2 separate regions of the Sus scrofa genome follow, and region 1 is linked to region 2. Evidence: chromatin contacts called from public promoter capture Hi-C data. All regions are on one chromosome and are shown on one strand. The core of a region is the stretch at or near the end of the contact, and the rest is flanking DNA. Distances in the headings are between cores, read along the strand shown. Region 1 holds the start of USPL1 (SUMO-specific isopeptidase USPL1). Region 2 holds the start of KATNAL1 (katanin p60 ATPase-containing subunit A-like 1).

What was found. Promoter capture Hi-C pulls out the DNA fragments that hold promoters and counts their contacts.
Region 1: a contact with region 2 is called in a promoter capture Hi-C map of liver, with 2.4 times the contacts expected there. The contact joins the promoter of USPL1 here to the promoter of KATNAL1 in region 2. A contact is called at or near these places in 1 of 5 promoter capture datasets (liver), 1 of 47 Hi-C or Micro-C datasets (heart right ventricle) and 2 of 2 datasets of contacts at active chromatin or transcription factors (alveolar macrophages and skeletal muscle).

Annotation. Positions count from the first base shown.
Region 1 is chr11:7,319,513-7,324,126 of Sscrofa11.1, forward strand. USPL1 (SUMO-specific isopeptidase USPL1) reads left to right here and starts at 1,675. Exons shown (of 9, transcript XM_021065545.1): 1 at 1,675-1,852. It also overlaps a transcript of HMGB1 not described here.
Region 2 is chr11:7,062,687-7,066,825 of Sscrofa11.1, forward strand. It overlaps KATNAL1 (katanin p60 ATPase-containing subunit A-like 1), which reads right to left and starts at 1,485. Exons shown (of 13, transcript XM_021065541.1): 1 at 1,339-1,485.

The DNA of each region.
Region 1 (4,614 bases), core at 425-2,924, 260 kb after region 2:
ATACATATTTTTTCCCTAGCAAAATAATCAAATTTGCACAAAAAGATTACAAATAAACTTTGCAGACAACAATGTTTGATATAATTCAGTTTGGTGATGTTGATTTTCCTCTTTAAAATTTTAGGTTAATTTTGACGGAATCAATTATTTTGTTCAATGGAATAAACATTCGGCAAATGTTTTTATTACAAAATAGAGTGTATTCTATTCTAAAAATGGAAATAGCAATGTTGAAAGAGAAAAATCTGGGTCTTCGCTACTATTTCAGGACGAAATGCTACATTCTCATATTTTCATCATAATTCATCAAAATAAAAAACCTAATTAGCAAGATCTTACAACAAATATACCAGCACATTAGTAATCTAGTACAACAAAAAGGTAAACAAAAGCTATTTTTCAGTCTAGCGAAAAACAAAACAAACTCCCTGTTGGATTTCTTGGCTATCTGCATTCAGAAGTACGGAAAACTGAACTCCTCAGTGAAGAATTCCTTGGTACACGGGACCTACTTCCTCTACCCTATCAAAATTTTCAGCAGTATTCCAGAATATAACGATTTAGTTTGGGACCAATAATAAAAAAGCCCCATAGTCCAAAATGCCAATAGTGGTTCTTCTGTACTGAAACGGTCAGAAACTACATATTGTTATTCCTGGACACAGAACCAATCGAGCGAAGGACTTCTGGAATATGCTGCCCGCAAGATTCAGAATGCAGACTCAGAAATAGCACACGAGATCACGATGTCCCCTAAGCCACATGACCTTCCTATGAAAGCAGAGCCTTAAACTTATAGACTACACGACAACTCCCCCTTTCCCTGAGTTAAAACAAGGCAGGGCAGCTGACAAGAGTGCAGCAGGGACCCTCCGGCTACTGATAAGTAAGAAAGGGTCCTGGCGCTCAAAGTCCCTGCGCTTTGGCTACTCCCCTTACCGTTAGAAGATCTGGGAGGGAGCAAAGGAGGAGAAACACCCAGAATCCTGGTGGAAAAGCCCCTGGCCTCGCAGATGGGGTTTAGGGAGACAGGGAGGGGCAGCTCCGTGTGTGGTGACCCTTTGTGAACACGCAATGTGGCAGCTCGGCTCCCACTGAGGCTTTAGGAGAGCGAACTACGGGGGCCTTGCGCAGCCCGCCGTCGAGGAGACCTCGTTGCTGCAGGGGGGCGCCGGCCAAGAGCCTCCATCACACCCTCCGCCTGCTGGGTAGCCCTTCCTCCTCGCCCGCCCGGCCACCCACCCAAGTCACTCAAGGGCGCATCAGCTTCCGACCCGGGCTCGCATCGCTAGTGCGCAACGGGACGCGCGCCTGCCTCTTAGCGTAATCCCTCCGCTGCCGGCTGCGCACTAGTTTTAATCACGCCCCACCCCCTGGTCGCTGGCGTCACCTCCACCACTCAAGCGCTTTCCATCAGCTTCCAGAAATGTCGCCTCCCCAAACCCAGCCACTCACAGAAGGCGGACTCTGCAGGCACCGGCCCCGCCCCTGAAGCTGCGGCTGCGGCTGCCAGCCGGGTGATTAAGGTATTAGGGTAGAGTTACAGCCCCGCCTCTCTGCGGAGGCCGGCCGGAAGTGTTCCGTTCCTCATCCTCCCCGCCACACTTACGTCCTTCCAGGCCCCGCGCGGAGCAGGAAGGGGAACTTTTTAGCGGCGGACTCTAGCCGGAAGCTGCTTTCCTAGCGGAGGGGCCGGTGGGGGAGGAGCAGGCAGGGTGGAACGTGGGTTGAACGTTGCACTCGTGGTGTGGAGCTCAGGCTGGAACAGGAGTTTGGAGGAAGCTGGTACGAAGAAGTGGAGAGTCCGCTGAGGATAAAAGAGCAGACGGAATAGTTTCCTTCGGCTGCCGAAGTAAGGAAAAGGGACAGAGCTGGGCGACCCATGGGATAGTCGGCTCGCCGAAAGGATGGGCTAAGCTGGGAGGGGGAAAGGGTGGGACTAGGTTTTGGTGGGAAGGTTTGGTGATTAAGGTATTAGGGTAGAGTTACAGATACGTTTGCACTCAAGAGAGGTAAAAACTGAAGAGAAACCAGAGGTCCCCCCCCTCCCCCGCCCCAAAGAGCATGGAGATGGGGAGAGTTAACAGAACCTTGCGCCTCCTCGGGTTTCCAAGATTGGGTTTCGAAACTGTCGTCTGTTAGTCTGTGATTCAGGACTGCTGGGTTGGGTACCAAATAGGTCTGGGCGGCGAAAGCCGACCCCATTCCTCGGTTTCAAGTCTGTTGTGGCCTCACCTTTGACAGTTCGTTTGCTGAGCCCACCTGGTCTTGGAGGGAAAGCTTCGAACAGACGGTTCTCTGGGTTTCCCCATTTTGCACACGGGCTGTGAGTTAAGCTTAATTGCTTCTTTCACTATCCCCAGGGCCAGATTTACACTTTCGTTGTGCTGTGACTGGGTCCATACTGGTCTAGTAATTCACACGCAGGCTTCTGGAGCATAGTCGAAGTAATGAAGCGGGGAGAGGTCAGGAAAAAGATGCTGGAGGTGAAATGGAGTAGAGGAGAAGACTGGAAAGCCATTGGTGTCAGTTCAGTGAGCTTTAGGTCATAGCACTACCTTTAGGTTGTACTGAGCTGTTTGGATTTTCCCATGATCAGAGTGAAGTCAGTAGATGGTTTTAAGCTGAGCAGCAGCAGACTCCAGACTTGTTTTATAGAAGCATCACTTTGGCAGTGATACAGAGTGAGGATGGGATGGAAAGAGAGGTGGAGATTTGAGATGCTTCCAAAGAACTATCCATAGAATTTGATGTTTTTCACTAAATGATGAAGAGGGAAATGAAAGAGTAAAGAACCGCTCAAATTTTCTAGTATGCGTGTTTGTAAGAATGGAGGTGCCAAAGTATATATGAGAGAGAAGGAGAGGAGCAGGTGATTTTTGAAGAGAGGACAACGAAAGCAGTCATTTAAGGCCAAATAAAGTTGTAAGAATCACTCCAGGGTTTTGTACATAGAACACAGTAAATCGTATTTGGAAGAACTGAATAGCCAGCCTCTGGTATTTTTAATTAAAGTGAATTTTCTTTTGGGGGTTCTGCATATTCAGGATTTCAACCACCAACCTACCTGTTTTTACCATTGAAATGTGGGATGATGGGATTAGGAGAGCAGATTTGAAGGCTCTTGTTTTACTTAGAGAAGTTGTAGGGAGGAGCAGAAACCAGATGGAAAAGTTTTCTTAATCCCATCAAAAACAATTTATTCAAGATACATAGCTTCTCAGCTTTTCTTTTGAGAAAACTGCAGAATGATACAAGATGAGTATTTTCTTTTTCTTTTCTTTTTTTTTTTTTGTCTTTTTGCCATTTTTTGGGCCACTCCCGTGGCATATGGAGGTTCCCAGGCTAGGGGTCGAATCGGTGCTGTAGCCACAGCCTACAGCAACCTCATGGTTCCTAGTCAGATTCGTTAACCACTGAGCCACGACGGGAACTCCACAAGATGAGTATTTTCTGCAAAAAGTATAAAATTAGTTCTAAACAAATAGTAAAATTTCCTACATGTCGGGTGCTAAGCATTTTACATGTTATTGCATATAATTCTTTTTTTTTGTCTTTTTGCCTTTTCTAGGGCTGCTTCCCCGCGGCACATGGAGGTTCCCAGGCTAGGGGTCTAATCTGAGCTGTAGCTGCTGGCCTACGCCAGAGCCACAGCAACGCAGGATCCTAACTGCGTCTTCGACCTGCACTGCAGCTCAAGGCAATGCCGGATCCTTAACCCACCGAGCAAGGCCAGAGATCGAACCCTCAAGCTCATGGTTCCTAGTCGGATTCTTTAACCACTGTGCCACGACTGGAACTTCTGCATAATTCTTAAAACAAACTAATTTTACAAGTAAATTTCTGAACCAAAAGCCCATACTTTTAGTCATTCTGGAACCGTAGAAGTGGACTCTTTCCTGTAAATAGAACCAGCCAAAGATAACAAATTGGTGTTGCCTGTGAGCAGCTTAAAAAGAAAACATTAGCACCAAACTTGTTTTTACCCTTTTGGCAGTGGTTTTTTTTTTTTTTTTTTTAATCTCTTTTATTTTATTTTTTATTATGCAATGAGTTTTATTACATTTATAGTCATCATCACAACCCAGTTTTATAGCATTGGCAGTGGTTCTTAATTGGGCAAATTTGCCCCCCTTGTGGGCTGGAGTTGGGAAGTTTGGCAGCACCTAGAGATGTGGTCACAACTGAGGGGTGGGTGCTGTTGACATCTAGCAGGTAGAGGTCAGTGATGCTGCTAAACATCCTCTTAATGCACAGGGCAGCCCTGGAAAAGAATTATCTGGTCCAAAATGTTGATGATCCTGTGGTTGAGAAACCCTGCTTAAGGACTTTTCTTCAGGAATAGCAAATTGGGAAGTTTCCGTCGTGGCTCAGCGGAAACGAATCTGACTAGCATCCAGGAGGATGCAGGTTTGATCCCTAGCCTTGCTCAGTGGGTTAAGGATCTGCCTTTGCAGCTCCCGACGTCTAGCCTGGAAACCTCAATATGCCTCGGGTGCAGCCCTAAAATGACCAAAAAAAAAAGAGGAAAAGCAAATTGAGATCCCCCTATAACTTTTCTAAAAAACATTTTTTGGAGTTCCCTTGTTGCTGAGCAGGTTAAGGATCTGATAT
Region 2 (4,139 bases), core at 235-2,734:
ACTCAATACATATTACCATGACATTACTATGTGTTCACACTCTGGGGGGTATAGCAACTTACACGAGCTCTATCACACTGATGATGTGACATGGCCGTTTGCCCATGCAGGGCACAGATTATCTTCTAGCATCTCTTTATTCCACAATCTGGCACAATACCTGGCACACAACAGGTCCTTAAATTTTAAATGAATAAATAAAATACTTCAAACCCCTATACTGTATAACACAAAGCGCTGATTTTTTTTCTAGTGACCTTATTAAACCTACTTTTTAATCTCCTCATACAAAATCGCTACTTTAAGTTTATAGAGACCAGCTTCATTTAATCAAGAGAAAAGGAATTTTATAGTGGCCTTATGTTTTCTTGTCTAAATCACACACATAAAATAAGCCCACATCAGCTATTTCCCAACATACTATTGCAAAAATACCAAATTTCTAGGATGCTTATCTACCTATTGAAAAATTTTAAAAGGTAGACAAGGCAGGTTTTCTAAATCTGTTTCAGAGTTAATTTTCCTTACTATCACGGCCTGAGCAAACTTTAGGAGCCAAGGTGTATTCCAGAGCATTAGAAAAAAGGAAAGAAAAGAAAAAGGAAGGAAGGGGGAGGGAGGAAGAAAGAAAAAGGTGTTTTTTATTCTCCTGAGAACACTGGGCTAGTCAAAGAAAATATTTATCACTACTGCTTAAAAAGAAAAAAAATAAAAAGTCTACACTTTGAAAAACACTAGTAATTTAATGTAACCTTTAAGATGGAATCAAAATGTGTGCTGGCAGTGTTTAAGCTGGGGGGGGTGGAAGGGGTTCTCATTTTGTAATCTTGACTCAATAAATAAAATGCAAAATGCAACACGGTAAAAATATCAGACACTACTATCTATCAGCACTGTACCTTTCATCCACTTCTACATTTAACCTTTAAATATTACTGCCCTTTGAGTAATTATTAATCAGAGGGTTTAATTAATGCAAACACCTCTGAACTGCTTCAGAGTGAAACTGATCAAATACCTAGAAATAAACGTATCAGGAAAAGGAGAAAAGCCTGTTAAAACAGTTTTCCAGGTCTCCCAGCAAAAGTGTGCCATACCTACGGTTCTGCACCGCGAGGCAGCAACCTGGGAGGATGAGAGGTGCCGAAGGCCCGAGGCCCTGCAGCAGCCGGGCGGCCGCTCTTCCCCGAGGCTACTCGGGGCGGCGGCCCGGCCGGGGTGGGGCCAACGCTGCAGTCGGGGCGGGCCGAAAGGAGGGCGAAAAGGCCAGGTCTCGCCTCCGCTTCCCCTTCCCAGCGCTCAGAACGCCGTTCCGCGACCCCCCACAAGCCCCCTCACCACAAAGAGAGAGACTGGTCCCTCTCCGGCTCCGCTCAAACTTTATCGGTCTTTCTCAGTCGTCGGGGCCGCCGGGCTCTGTAGGCCGCCCATCCAGGCCGCCCCACCAGGCCACAAGCCTGAGGAGCCGCCGAACTACAATCCCCATAGTGCTCCGCGCCCCGCGGCGCTCCCCCTCCCGCCGGCACGCACTGCCTGTCCCGCCGCGCACTGCCCCCGGGTCTGCTGAGGCGGGGGCCGGGGAGGGACTTTCAACCCGGGGACCTCACCACGGGCTGGCTTGCTGGCGCCCGTCTCCCTCAGATTCATTACCTAGGTGCCGCAGGTCGGCCGACCGTTTTGCTGCGGGGCAGGTGGGGTGGGGGTGGGGCACAGGCCGCAGCCGCCGCGGAGTCCGTTAGTTCGCGACGTGCGTGGAGAGGCGGTGGCGGCGGCGGCGTACGGTTGCCATGGCAGCTGTGGTCCGCACGGCGGGGCGGGGGAGGAAATCGGGGGCTTGGAGTCAGCTCCAGGGAGGAGCCTGGGAACCCGCCCGGGTGCGGGGGCAGGGAGGCGCGAGGGTGCGTCTGGGAGCGGAGGGAGAGCGTGACATTGAGGAGGACGGTGACGAATTGCGCTCTCTTACCGCCGATGAGCCCTGCGCCGCAGCGTCCAATCCCCGTGGCAGGGCGCGTGTCCGTCCCCTCCGCCCGCGCGTCGATGCCTGCTCTATTCTGAGAGGATGCTTGTGGCGTCAGAGGAAGGAGCAGCGCCCGGCTCTTTAAAGGTCGCTGGTCCAGGCCCTCCCCCGCCGCCCATCCTCCTCTGGGCATCCCCCACTGGCCAGGCCCTATGGCTTGTTTGAACCCAAGCCACCTCTTTTGGAGTGTTTCACCAGTAAAACCGAATTTGCAGTTTTTCACACCCCCTTTCTGCCATTTTCTGAGTAGGATAGAAATGAACCATTTAGTAAAATACAACGCATTATTCGGGGGGGGGGGGGCTGAGACTTCAGTTGAATTTTGAGCTATAATATTTCTTTAATCGTTTGTGGACTGGCCATGACCCATCGCGGAGATGCACCATAGTCTGAACTGAGGTTAAGAGCAGGGGTTTCTAAAACCCACTTCTTAGTCCCCTACCTGCCACTACACTTGGTAGCTGAGACCTGGGGGCAGTGATGCTCAGCGTTTTAATCTGCAACGTGGAGATAATAATCTAGTTCACAGTGCTTGTGAGAAAGAAAAGCACTGATACTGATGAAGCTTTCCAGAACAAAGCCTGGCATTTAACAGTAACTTTTAAATATTAGTTCTTTAACCCATCGGTGAGACGAGCCAGAAGGTGGGAGGCCGGAGCTGAGGGTGGGGTTTGGCTGAAGAGGGAATTTTTCCGTGGTGATGGAAAAGCCCTGTACCTTGCTTAGGGATTGGGCTGTACAGGGGTGTCTGCGTTTGTCAAAACTCAGGAAATGCTACAATTAAGATTGGTACATTTCACCGTAGGTAAATTTACCCTCCAAAAAACAGTGAAATACTAGTTACCATTATTAGAGTTGTAGACTCTAATAGCGACCACAGTTCAGTCTTCAGGATATGCAGAGCAGGGAACGGACGCTAGAGGTTTAAGGGAAAGGAGGAGGAAGGAGGGGTTTCTGACCTGTCGTTTTTGGTAGTAACTGTCTCTGGAGAAATTATGATTGAAAATAGCAAGCTGCTGTGTGTGTCATCCAGCCTTCAGTCGGGGTCACCCTGTCCACACAGACTCTGTTGAAATTGACTGAAGTCCCTTTTCTACTGCCTGTGGAAGGCCCATGCTCTCTCCAAGACTGCCTGTTCCCTGGGGGTGTATGTACAACCTCAGGGTCACTTCTGGCTCTGAGTTCTTGTTTTCTCTGAACACTTAGACTCCCTCACGTCTCACCTCCTGCAACTCTTTTTTGTCTCCTGACACAGTGTGGAAAGCAGACTCTTTTCTTTGGTTGTTTGTATAGCAGACTCTTCTGAAGGTTTGGAGCAACGGAGGGGTCTTAAATGAAAGATGCAAATAACCTAAAATTATAATTTCTTGATCTTTTTTTCCCTTTTTTTAAAACTTATGGCCACACCCGCAGCATATGGAAGTTCCCAAGCCAGGGACTGAATCCAAGCCAAAGCTGTGACCCAAGCTGGATCCTTTAACCCACTGCAGCTTGGTATCTGTCCTTTTTGAGCATGAATTGCAGCTTTCCACTCTCCACCCTCTCTCTGCTCCCATCTCTCCCCTCTTTTTTCTCCTCATGCAGTGCTTATGTCTGTCTCCTAATCCATACTTCCTGGCCACCTTCCGTTCCCAAACTGTTTATCAGGGTATTTTCCTACATAGAGAAAGTGCCTTGCCAAGAGAAGCTATAATGCCAGCTATTAAAAATAATAATATTTGGAGTTCCCATTGTGGCTCAGTGGGTTAAGGACCCTTCTAGTATTCGTGAAGATGCCAGTTCAATCCATGGCCTCACACAGTGGGTTAATAAGGATTTGGCACTGCCACAAGCCATGACATAGGTTACAGATGCAGCTCTGATCTGGTGTTGCTGTGGCTGTGGCATAGGCTGGCAGTTGCAGCTCTGATTCATCCCCTAGCCTGGGACCTTCCATATGCCACGGGTGCAGCCCTAGAAAAGGCAAAAAGACAAATAAATAAATAAAGAGACAAAAAGAAAAGTATTTGCTGCAAGTGAGGAAGCAGTTGATGGTAGCTGGAGTCTGATGTCTAAGAGAAAGACAAGAAACCAAAGTCTACATGATCACATCTTACACTATACAGAAGAAATGACCGCATTC